Linked DNA regions of Mus musculus: all the other regions are linked to region 1. Evidence: chromatin contacts called from public ChIA-PET, Hi-C and HiChIP or PLAC-seq data. All regions are on one chromosome and are shown on one strand. The core of a region is the stretch at or near the end of the contact, and the rest is flanking DNA. Distances in the headings are between cores, read along the strand shown.

The links. HiChIP or PLAC-seq counts read pairs in DNA pulled down with a chosen protein or histone mark. A called contact is a pair of places that touch in the nucleus more often than the background predicts. ChIA-PET counts read pairs in DNA pulled down with a chosen protein or histone mark.
Region 2: a CTCF HiChIP or PLAC-seq map of the NIH/3T3 cell line shows a contact between it and region 1, with 5 read pairs. The contact joins the enhancer-like site here to the promoter of Ttc27 in region 1. A contact is called at or near these places in 1 of 15 datasets of contacts at CTCF or cohesin (the NIH/3T3 cell line), 1 of 484 Hi-C or Micro-C datasets (nephron progenitors), 1 of 115 datasets of contacts at active chromatin or transcription factors (embryonic fibroblasts) and 1 of 9 other capture datasets (embryonic stem cells).
Region 3: a Hi-C map of uterus shows a contact between it and region 1, with 2.0 times the contacts expected there. The contact joins the enhancer-like site here to the promoter of Ttc27 in region 1. A contact is called at or near these places in 2 of 39 promoter capture datasets (both in embryonic stem cells), 7 of 484 Hi-C or Micro-C datasets (embryonic fibroblasts, embryonic stem cells, muscle stem cells and 2 more), 1 of 115 datasets of contacts at active chromatin or transcription factors (embryonic stem cells) and 2 of 9 other capture datasets (embryonic stem cells and embryonic tail).
Region 4: a contact with region 1 is called in an RNA polymerase II ChIA-PET map of memory CD8 T cells, with 12 read pairs. The contact joins the promoter of Memo1 here to the promoter of Ttc27 in region 1. A contact is called at or near these places in 1 of 115 datasets of contacts at active chromatin or transcription factors (memory CD8 T cells) and 2 of 9 other capture datasets (adipose tissue and liver).

The regions. Positions count from the first base shown.
Region 1 is chr17:74,716,446-74,719,145 of GRCm38.p6, forward strand. Ttc27 (tetratricopeptide repeat domain 27) reads left to right here and starts at 1,305. Exons shown (of 20, transcript NM_152817.4): 1 at 1,305-1,566; 2 at 2,189-2,366. The coding sequence starts at 1,467.
Region 2 is chr17:75,054,345-75,057,259 of GRCm38.p6, forward strand. The region is part of intron 2 of Ltbp1 (latent transforming growth factor beta binding protein 1); the gene reads left to right. Among named protein-coding and RNA genes, the nearest start is that of Ltbp1, 50 kb to the left of the region's middle. Within about 2 kb of position 1,422, at least 45 of the 459 cell types and tissues checked have an H3K27ac peak or open chromatin away from gene starts, as enhancers often do. A contact at or near this core is called in the NIH/3T3 cell line and embryonic fibroblasts, where this site is marked.
Region 3 is chr17:75,071,049-75,073,917 of GRCm38.p6, forward strand. The region is part of intron 3 of Ltbp1 (latent transforming growth factor beta binding protein 1); the gene reads left to right. Among named protein-coding and RNA genes, the nearest start is that of Ltbp1, 67 kb to the left of the region's middle. Within about 2 kb of position 1,398, at least 16 of the 459 cell types and tissues checked have an H3K27ac peak or open chromatin away from gene starts, as enhancers often do. A contact at or near this core is called in muscle stem cells and uterus, where this site is marked.
Region 4 is chr17:74,293,537-74,296,278 of GRCm38.p6, forward strand. It overlaps Memo1 (mediator of cell motility 1), which reads right to left and starts at 1,327. Exons shown (of 9, transcript NM_133771.2): 1 at 1,156-1,327. The coding sequence starts at 1,216.

The sequences.
Region 1 (2,700 bases), core at 55-2,554:
GTCCAGCCTGGTCTACATAGCACGTCCCAGGTCAGCAGAAGTTACTTGGTGAGACCCTACCAAAAAATCAGTGACTATATGGATTCCTTATTTCAGGTAACAATGTTGTGTCATATAATATTGTAACTCACCCACTCTATTCCAGGGTCTTGATCAAAAGACCTCCTTCTCACTAGAAATGCCCAGGAGCACAGGGGAGTGTTGTATAATGTCAGGTGAAGGACAGTCCTTAGTACTGTCTTAATTTTACCTTGGGCTGCACAGGCTGTTTTTCTACAGTGAAGCAGAGTGAGAAAGAAAACATTTATTCTCTTAAAAAAAAAAAAAAAAGAGGCAAACAGCCAACTCTCTGCTCAGCAGCTGCCACACTTGTGGGAGGATATATTTCCTTGCAGGTTTTTTTCCACGTCAGCAAAGTGTTCTGGGTTCTATCGACTGAATTGCAGAAACTTCCAGGCTCTTGCCAGGTTTATGTGATGACAGTATCAAAACCAGACCTTTCTCCCCTTTTAAAGAAATTATTCTTTTTTTTTTCTAGTTTGTTTTTGTTTTTGTTTTCTGAGACAAGGTCTCTCTCTGTCGCCTTGGGTGTCCTGGAACTAGCTCTGTATACCAGGCTGTCCTTGAACTCAAGGATCCACCTGCCTTTGCTCCAGAGTGCTGGGATTAAAGACATGTACCACCGCCGCCTTTATTTTATGAGTATTTTTTGCTTGCAGCTATGTTTGTGTACCATTTATGGGTCTTGTGCCTGGGAGGCTAGAGGACGGTAACCGATGTTCTGGAGTTACAGGCCATTATGAACCACCTTGTGGGTGCTGGGAATAGAACTTTGTCCTCTGTTGAGCCATTTCTCCAGGTGGCTAGCTTGGAACTAAGGGCGAAGCTCAGGCTGGCCTTTAAGTTGCAACTATCCTGCATCATCCTCCTCCGTGCTAAGATTACACTTCGAGTTTGGTTTTCTTGCACTTTGAATCATCCAAATTATAGCCTATGCCGAGGAAGTTCGTTCTAGCCTGGGGCTCAAGGGCTCCATTAGAAGTAACTTCTACAGCCTGCGCTCCGTCTGTTGGGGAGAAAAGGCTCGAGTTATTAACCTCCAAGGACTTAACTTTGCCTCAGGTAGTCGCATGTTCCAAAGCAGGATTGCGTTCAACTGTCTCCACTAGCAACAACTCCCGGTTACTGCGACCGGCTGACCGACCCACCCAACTCTTTTCCACTACTCAGTCTGCGCATGCTCACAACCGAGTCTCCGATTGGTCGTCTAGAAGGAAGCTGCTCCAGCGTGGGTTTGTTTTCCCATGATGCTCTGCGTTGCTGTCATGGCTGCCTCCATGCATGTATAATCTCACATGGGAGTCTAAGTTTGTGAGCGCTATCCGTCGTAACAAGACGCCGGCGACTTTGGACCCTCCTCCTCTCGTTTTTCTCCTCCTTAGTGGGACACTGTATCGGGTGCAGCGATGCCGGGAATGATGTGGACGCCGGAGCTGGCGCTTCTGAGGGGCTTCTCCACGGAGGCGGAGCGGCTGGTTTGGAAGCAGGAGGGCATCTGTGGTTCAGGTGAGAGCGCTGCGCACTTTAGGTTAGTGCCAGAGCTGTGAGGACAAAGGATGCCAGCCCTGGGTACATAGGAGGTGTCAAGAGTGAGGGAGTTTCGCTTGATGGTCTGCGATCTGCTCATGTGACAGAAGTTTCCGAAAGAGACGAGATGAGTTTTTTTTAATGTAGAACTGACAAGTGAAAGAGAGTTCAGCAGGAAAAAGTCAGTGTTGTAAAAATGTTGAGACCAACATGTGCCTGGGGGAAATGTGAGGGAATCATGAGAGAACAGATGTGTTTGGATTGGCTTCCTGGGGCCGGTGTGTGTGTGTGTGTGTGTGTGTGTGTGTGTGAGAATATTGACGATAGGAAGGACAACTTTCCGGTGTCAATTGGAATCTTTGTGAATTTCCTGAAGAAGGGTAGTATGCCTATCATCATCATCGTCATCATCAATCATTGTCATTGTTTGCTGTCATTGTAGGTTTTGTACTTCTAGGAGACATGATATTTGTTGGTAGAATAAAAGTATACAGCCAGTATGCTGTTTATATCTTTTGCATCTTAAAGTATCTATGTAATGGATTATCATTTATACTTAAGAAATTCTGTTGCCTTACTGGACTCATTTTTAATATTACAGATATTGGAGTTTTCTTAGAATTGCTGTTAGAAGGGAGCTATGAGGCTTTGTTCTTCCATTCAACGACACAAACTATTTTAAATTCAACAATGATGGCTGAAGAAAAGATTGACAGCTACCTGGAGAAGCAGATAGTGAATTTCCTGGATTGCTCTACAGATTTGGAAGAAATTGAAAGGTAGTATTTTATTTGAAATTTCCACAGAGAAACGTACTAGGTGGGGGCTGGAGAGGTGACTTCGTGGTTAAGAGCACTTACTGCTATTTCAGAGGACTCAAGTTCAATTCCCAGCATCCACTTGGTGGCTCACAACTGTACAACTCCAGTTCTAGGATATCCAACACTCTCTTCTAACCCATGGACACTAGGTACATGTGTAGTATATATGTATGCACCTGGGCAAAACACTCATGTAATCAAATAAATAAATGAATAAATGAATAGGCTAATATCAACTTTTATAGCACCTTGACACTGTGAGGCCCTGGTATTTAGTAGTTGTTGAAATAAC
Region 2 (2,915 bases), core at 172-2,671, 340 kb after region 1:
CTCTCATATATGTGGGTTTTGTTATGTCATGTGTGTGCTGGTTCCTGTGGAAGCCAGAAGAGGGCCTTGGATCCCCTGAACTGGAATGGCAGACAATTGTGAGCTGCCTCTGTGAGGGTCCTCTGCAAGAGCCGCAAGCACTCTTAATCACTTAGTTTCCAGATCCATGTACTGATTTAAAAAATTACATCTTAGTCTCTGATTTTCTGCAAAATAATCCTTCATCTTTTTTACCCAAAGTTTGTGGCTCAAAGCTAGAATTTAAGAGGGGCTCAATGTTCAGACAATGAATGCAGATCGTATGACATTAGAACAAACTTAAAGATTATTAAAACATGTTGCCTTTTCATTAGACATCATCTAAAATGATTTCTGTGCACATCATAGCTGAACTTCAAATTTGCCAGGTATGTGCATTTACCAGCTACCTCCTGGCATTTTACTACCATGAAAGCACAAAGTGAATTTATTCTGCTAATGTGAACAGTAAAAACCTTAGATGGGTTTAATCTTTGTTTCATTGATCAAAGAATTCTCACAAACCCGGCAGTCCCCAGAGCTCGCACATTGAGAACTCCCGCCCTCCGTGAGAGCAGGTGACATTTCTGGACAGTACAGTTGAATGGGTTTCAGGTTGGCACTGTACCTTACTAGAATCAGGCACCTGTGCCTGAAGCTCAGCTCCTGTCACTAACTGACACTCATCCCTTTGTCACAAAAGTGGACCCCAAAGAAGGCTTTTGGCTAGTTGACGTTCAGGATAAACAATCCTGATCCAAAAATGCTTGCATTTGGATTTTTCTCTCCTGGATTTTGTTATATCTGCATATACAGAATGAAGTATCTTCTGGGTTGGAATTTACTTAAGCCTGATGTATATATTACATACATTGCCTGGAAGTTGTACTGTATGATATTTTTCATGTATCTCCGGTTTGAGCTAGCATATGGCATCAGATGTACTGTTCTCCTTATGGTATCTATCATGTTGGTACTTTAACAGTTTGGGATTTTAGAGCCGTGGTGTTTTAGAAGTGCTCATCTGTACAAAGCATGCTCGTTGAGTGAGGGAGGACTCAGAGAGTCCCTCTGGGCAATGAGTTTAACTCTGAGGTATTTGAGAAGTGGCTGAGTCAGTAGCGAAATTTCACCATTCTAACTCATGCTAGAATCTCTGAACACTCTAGAAACGTGTATCATTTTATAGTTTTGATTTTCAGTGGCTCTACACTAACCCTATTTGGTCAACCTTTTATGATTCCTGTGAAGTTTTTTGTTGGTGTGAATAACCCTGCTGAGGATAGCAGAACATATGTCTGGGCACAGTAATTTTTCTTTTACATTGTTAGGGCACATGCCTAGAAATGAGGGTATGAAATCCCTGAAACATGCTGCCAAGGCACTCTCTAAATGCATCTGCCAGGATGGCAGAGATGGCTCATCAGTAAAGTGCCTTGCTGGGCAAGCATGAGGAGCTAAGTTTGGATTCCCAGCATCCGTGGAGAAGCTGGGCACAGTGGCCCAGGTCTGTAATTTCAGTTCTGGGAATGGAGTGGGGATGACCCAGAAGCCAGACCCCTGGAGCTCATTGGCCTGACAGTTATTGGTAGCATCAGAAGAGACAAATTCATCCCAGCTAACTACCCATGTTAAATAACTACCCATGTTAGCTAACTACCCATGTTAGCTAACTACCCATGTTAGAGTAAATCCTATGGAATCTCCGTTCCTGCTAAGCTCAGGGTAGAGCTCACAGCACTGGGAGGCTGAGTGACACGAAGGCCTCAAACCCCAGAATGAGGCCCTGAGCAACTCTGCTTTGGAGACCTCTGATCCTGCATGTGGCCTTGGGTACTTGCATTCCTGGCAACTTACTCAGCCACCTACTTGGTGAAATTGTCGCTTTGCACGGCAAATCGTGTGGTTGGGTATTCAACGTCAAGAAAGGCTGTGAGATGTGCCAGTCTGATTCAGAGAGAGAGGTGGGGATGAGGCCAGCAGACCTACTACTGACACTGTGTGATACACACGGACACAATCTCATGTATTTCGAGTGGGTTTCCACATCGATGAAAACTCTATAAAGTCGACTCGGTGCTTGTTGAAATGTGAAATTCATCTTTCTAGAAGATTCAGTTATGTGGAATTCATTATGACTGGCTACGTCAGTCATTGGGAGGTTATGATGCTAGTCTTTTTCTCTTTAGGGATTGAGGAGTATGCTGACTCAGAGCTGTTTACAAGGAAATCACATTATTTATTTGGGTTTGGTACAGGAGAAGTTAGCTCAGTCGTCAACTTGTGAACTCACCGTACGATTCTCGTGTTCTGATATTCCTTCGTGTTGAATAACTTCAAAGGGCAGCTGGGCAGAGCCCTGAAGCCACACAGGGGGCAACTTCTCACCTGCTGCCTTAGATCATCGAAGACACAGCTCAGCTCACATTTCCACCCAGGACATATGTGGCAGACATGCTGCAACTTGTTTGGAGAGAAAGGCACGGGGCAGGGAGTCACAGTGAGCTGTGTGGGCTGGGGCAGGCTTTAAATATAACTAAGGGCTATGCTTTTAGATGAAAAGCAAAGGAGGCGGGGCTTCAGGCCATGGGTCACTTCCTAAAAATAAAGTCACTGAACTTTGAGAGAACTTTAGGATTATCTTTGTCAACCCCAGAGTAGCTGCCAGCGGAGAGAAATTTGAAACTGTTTACCATTTGGGCCCAAAATGGAGCATTGATCCAGTTTTGACGGATTCAAATGACAAATGTGCTTTTGCAAGGCCAGCCTGGGATGTGAGGATAGAGGGACTTTTGCAACCCACCCTGTTCGCCCAGATCTTGAAATGGTGACATTCTGCAAGCCTCAAGTTCATTTTGTCTTGGTGGCAATTTCTGCCAGCTGCAACAGACCCCACT
Region 3 (2,869 bases), core at 148-2,647, 350 kb after region 1:
TCCTTTGTAGCCACTATCTGAAGTATTTATTAAGTCTTGATCATGGGTTCAGACAGTTTTCATTTAGTTCAGCTGTATAGGGAGACTTTATCCTTACAGCAAGGGTGGCACCTGAACAAATGTACTCTTTTTTGGGAGCTCACAGTCTGCAGAGGGCAGAGGACAAATGCACAGTGCTGCTCAATATCTGTTGGCTGTGGTTAGTGCTAAAGAGAAAATAGAACTGCAGATAGTGTCCGGGGAAAGCTGGGAGGGTTTGAGGTGCGTGTGGGTGGTTGGTTATTAGACAAAGCCCTAGGGGTGATGGTTAAACAAAGGCCTGTGGGAGGAGAGGGCAGGAGCCTTGTAAATATTAATACAAGGGGCTGGGGGGAGGCTTTGAGGCTAGAGTGTGCCTGGAGAGGTTGAAGAACAGCTTAGTTTGATAAAACTGCTTTGTTTAGATGACATGGGCAGGGGGCCCTGTGGGAGCAGGTGTGTTATTAGATTAGATTAGGCAGAGGGTTGTTGCACAGTTTGTTTTTACCTTTGACTGAGTTGGTTTTAGGGAATTTGACATTGAATTCATAGGATACCCACCAAGCTCCTCAGAGACTTGAAGGGAGAAGCAGTTATTTCCAGCTGTTGGCATGTTGAGAAGGTGGAATCCTGGAGTGCTCTCTGGAGAAGGCAGTCTGTGAACTTGGGAAGGGCAGCGAACCTGGGCATGCAGAACTGAGAAGGGCATTTCCAGACAGGCAATGGTTCCAGGGCCTGGTGTGTCAGTTATCTTTTGTAACTCAGCAGCCTGGTTCAACAACCATATCTTGATGGACATTGTATGTGTCAGGAATTCTGTAGGCCTAAAGCTGTGAGCTCTGGCTAGGTCTCTCCCGATGTGGCAGACAGGTGGTGAGTAGGGGTGGCCATCGCCTGAAAGCTTGGCTGATACTGAGGTCTCTACTGCCAGGAAGACTCAATGCCAAGGTTGCTGATAGGAAGCCTCCACTCCAACACAGGATCTCCACAGAGGTATCCAGTGCCCTCCAATATGGCTGCTGCTGACTTCTGAGTGACCTCAGACCAGGAGGGCAGAGGGAAAGCCAGAGAAACTTTGTAGTCAGTAGTGTTTAATGCCACAAACTCTTACTGCTTAGAAGTGGGTAATTAAGTTCATATTTACAAGCAGTTGAAGGGAGCACTGCTGAAATGTAGGGAGCATTGCCGAAAGAAGGGAGCACTTCTGAAGTTAGGGAGCACTGCTGGAAGGGAGGAAGGCGAGGGACTTGGGCATATATTTAAAAGTGATGTGGTTGGAGCTAGTTGTTAGCTGGGAGGGGTGTAGAATTACTTGGGAAACAGGCCAGGGGCATGTCTGTGTGGTTTACCTTGAGTGCCTGGTAGAGGTGGGAAGACCCACCATCTGTGAGGGGTACTGATCTCTGGCTGGGACCCTGGTCTGTATAAACGGAGAATGGGACCTGAGAAGTAGCAGGCAATTATTACTCTCTGGTCCTGACGGTAGATGTGTTGTGACGAACTGCTTCAAGCTCTGGGCCTTCTCCTTCCCTGCCAAGATGAACTCACCAAAACAACTCCCTGGAGTTACTTTGGTTGGAGAATTTTAACACAGCAACAGTAAAAGAGGCCACAGTAAGGATGTGATCTGATAAGAGTAATGGCAGTCTGTTGTTCAAGGCCTGGTGAAAAAACAGATTACTGAGTGACATTTTGATAAAACAGTGCCCGTCAAGTAGAGAAACAAACACATTAAAAAAACAACCCACAACGAAAGCAAAGGGAAGAGAAATTATAGTGTATAAAAAAATAAGAAACTCATTAGTTATTCTCAACAACTGGGTTATACTTCTGTCATGATTCAAACACACTGCAAATAAATATCAGACAAAGATGGGCTATAGGGTCATCAGGAAAATGTTAGTGCTGATGAGACGTCTAAAAGGATAGCTTTGTGTTGTGTGCCGGGGGGTGGGGGTGGGGGTGGAGATCACAGCAAAGCGTCATCTGTAAGGTATATGGTGTCTGAAATCTGAACCACTAAATCCAGTGGGTGGAGGTATAGTAGCTCAGGATCAGCTACGAGGTGATAATTTTTGTTACATTCTGGAGAAAAAAAAATTGTAATAGATCAATTAATAAAACAAAACCCAAGAAAGTTTCTGGTAGGAGAATGCCACAATTTTCCTTGCTGTCTGGACACTTTATGTGCCCGGGGAAGCTGCACTGTGTTAGAACCATAGGCGTGTACATGTGCGTGTGCGTGTATAAACAGGGCCTTTCACTGGGCTGAACTCAATAAGTAGTCTAGGATGGCTGGTCACACTGCACCCCAGGAATTCTCTGTTTCTGCCACCCCAGGGCTGGAATTAAAAGAGTGTCACCGTATCCAGATGATGATGATGATGATGATGATAATGATGATGATGAAGAAGAAGAAATGTGTGTTCTTCGGGGATCAAATACAGGTTCTTGTGCTTGCAAGCCTAGCATTTTTCCGGTTGATCTATCCCCCACCCCAACCCCAGCTTTCTTTAAATTCTTATCTACTTCATAATTCTGCAGGATAACTGAGGTCACTGTCACACTTGCGCCCTATAGATGTTATTCAGATGTAAACTGTCAGGGTGGCCCCAGATCAGCCACTGCTAGGTTGTAGGTCCATGCCCCGATCTGTCTTTGATTTTTATGTGAACAGGTGGTAGTGTGCACGAGCTGTGTAATAATTCACACAGGAGCACCGGTCAAAATGGCTCAGCTGTCTTCAACTTTGTACTGTCTCTCGTCATTCATAAACTCATTAGATGTTTTCCAAAGAAGTTCGTTTACAACTCTCAGTGCCTCTAAAACGGCTTGCCGGGTTCTTGTAGAA
Region 4 (2,742 bases), core at 77-2,576, 420 kb before region 1:
ACATTCTCAGGTAGTGAGAACTGATTAAAAGTCTATGAAGTACTTCAGGACCATAAAATGTCATACTTATCTAACGCAAAAACTACAGCCACCTGTTAGCAGTAGTTCCAAACCCAACCATGTCATTCTTTTGTGTCTTAGCAGGGCAAATCCGCTGTGGACCAACAAGATGCATGTACTTCTGCAGCTGGTTGAACAATCTCAGGGAAAAAAAAAAAACTGCCTTCCAGATTTTCCGTTTTCCCAAAAGAATCATGTCACTATCCAACCCTAGTACTTGCAAAGGGAAATATGGTTAGGGCCAGTTGCTGAGAAGCACAGATGGCCTAGAGACCAACAGGAATCACGGAGGAACTTTTCTTTGTTACCAAAGCAGAAATGTGACCCCTGAAAATAATCTCAGAAAACAATCCTTGTGAAGAGAGTTGTACTGGAGGGAAACGGCCCTACCCTTTCTCACCCAAAGAACTACACATGGTTTTTTGAAGACAGTGCAGACAAAATTCTCTCAAAACGTAAGCTAAACTAGGCAGGTCGTCCAGCCCCGGCTCGGTGCTGAACACAGGATACCAAAGAGGTTGCTCAGGAAAAGTGCTGATGCCATCTCCAGCTGCCCCTAAATGACAGTAACAATGCAAACACTGACAAAAGACCTTGGAGGCCACCCAGAGCCCCTGCCTGGCAGCAGCTCTGCCCGAATCTCCACGTACAAAGCGACAAATCCCCCCGAGAGGCCCAGGTCTGACAGATCTTCCAAGCGAGAGAGACCAAGAGTAGCAACACGAGAGATAGGGTAGAAAAAGTACTGCCTGTCACTCCTTCCAGGGGCGCTGGGTGCCCCAAGGGTGGGAGCAAAAACTGCGGTCCCCTCGGCCAGCCTCTGGCAACGAGGACCGCGCCAACTCGTCCTTCCCCACCGCAGAGGCCGTCCGCGGAGCCGCGGAGCCCGCGCTCGCCCTGGCCGGGGCCGGCCGGCAACTCCTCGCCCAACTCCGCGGGCGCCAGGCCGCCTGCCCGAGCGCCGGGTGGGGGAGGCGGCGCGGCCCGGCCCCGATCCCTCGGCACGCGGTCAGCGCCCTCCGCCCGCCGCCCGAGTCCCCGCCCGCCGGGCCCCGGCTGCCCAGCTCGACCACCCCGGCGGCCTGGCGCCCTTACCTGAGGCGGTGTACCAGCTCCCGGCGTGGCTGGCTTCCCGGCAGACCACTCGGTTGGACATCTTGGTGCCTGTGCCGCCTATGGTGCACGAGGATGAATGAGGAGGCGGCGGCGGCGGCGGCTCCGCGAGGGGACGAGACGCCGCGGGCCCAGCCCAGGAGGAGGCGGCCGCGGGGAGGGGACCAGCCCGGCCCAGGAGGAGGAGGAGGAGGAGGAGGAAGAGGAGGAGATGGCAGCCAGGGCGGAGGGCGGCAACAATCACCACAAACTCCGCCGGCCGCCGGAAGATGGGGCCCACGGCGGCTTTACCCTAGCCGCGCGGCCGCGGAGTCGCCGCCGCCGCCGCCGCCCCTACCCCTGCCCGAGCTGCTTCCGCGAGCCGCCCCCCGGCCACGCCGCGCGCGGCCTGCCGAGCCTCCCGCTGACCCCACCCCCGTGACTCCGCGCCCTTCCCCACCGCCCCGCCCCGCCCCGCCCCCACCACCGAGGCCTCCCTCCCGCCGCGCGCCCGCCGGCCCCGCCCCGCCCCGCGCCTCCGCCCGCCGTGCCGCGCGCTCAACGGCGGAAGCGGGACCGGCCCCGCGCCATCCCGGGTCGGGAGGCCGCGAGCCGGAGGGCGGCGGCGATCGGTGCCACCTCCCCCCCAACACACACACACACAGCCCGGGGCCGGGGCCTGAACCCGGGAAAGGCAGAGCCTGGGGAGCCCACGCGTCCTTACTCGCCGCTCTACCGGGGCCGGCCCACTGAGCATGCCCAGCGCCGCGGCCGGGCCCGCCGAGGAGGCTCAGCGTGCACGCTCCGCTCTCCGGGGTTTAGCGCCAGCAGAGGCTGGGGGCAGGGCGCGGGGCGCAGGACGCAGCCGCGAGGCGGGGTGAGCCCCTTCCCCCCCCCCCCCCCCCAGCCGCCTGGCTTGTCCCCGTGCGCCGCTGGCTCAGCACACACAACACACACGCGATCGCTGCCTGCCGAGTCCCGTCGGGGTTCCCCCTTCCCCGGCGTCCTTGGTGGGGTTCCCACCCTCGGGGTATCGCCCAGGAATGCAAGTCTGGGGCCACGCCGCGAAGTTTCGCTGGCAGAGACATCGCGCTGCGAGGCGTACTGGGATGGGAGAATATGGGGGGGTGGAGGACCGACCCTGTCAAAATGTAACCTTCGCTTCCCAGGCTCGCCCCTTACGACCTAATGTCTTCGACACAGTTAAATTTACTAATTGTATTTTAGGTATAACTGCAATGTGGCAAAGATTGTCTCAGTTATTTCCTACTGTGTTAAATGGGGGTGACGTTCGTGAGGGAGGGGTACCAAGGATTATGAGTTAATGCGTATGAGGAACCAGACGGGGTAAGGAATACTACAAATGTCACCCTTCACTTATAAAATCCCAGTATTCCACGTAAGTATTCCACGCAGCAAAAGAATTCCTTTACCAGTTGGGTAGAATCACAAAGGAAGTGGTTTGTTTGGCTTTGAAGTGCTGGATTCCAAAACCCAGGAAGTGTAACAGTTCCCCAACTCCCAGAAAGTATTTGGGAAAGAAATCATACACCGGGTATATCTTAGTTTCACATTAAACTAGATCCTGGA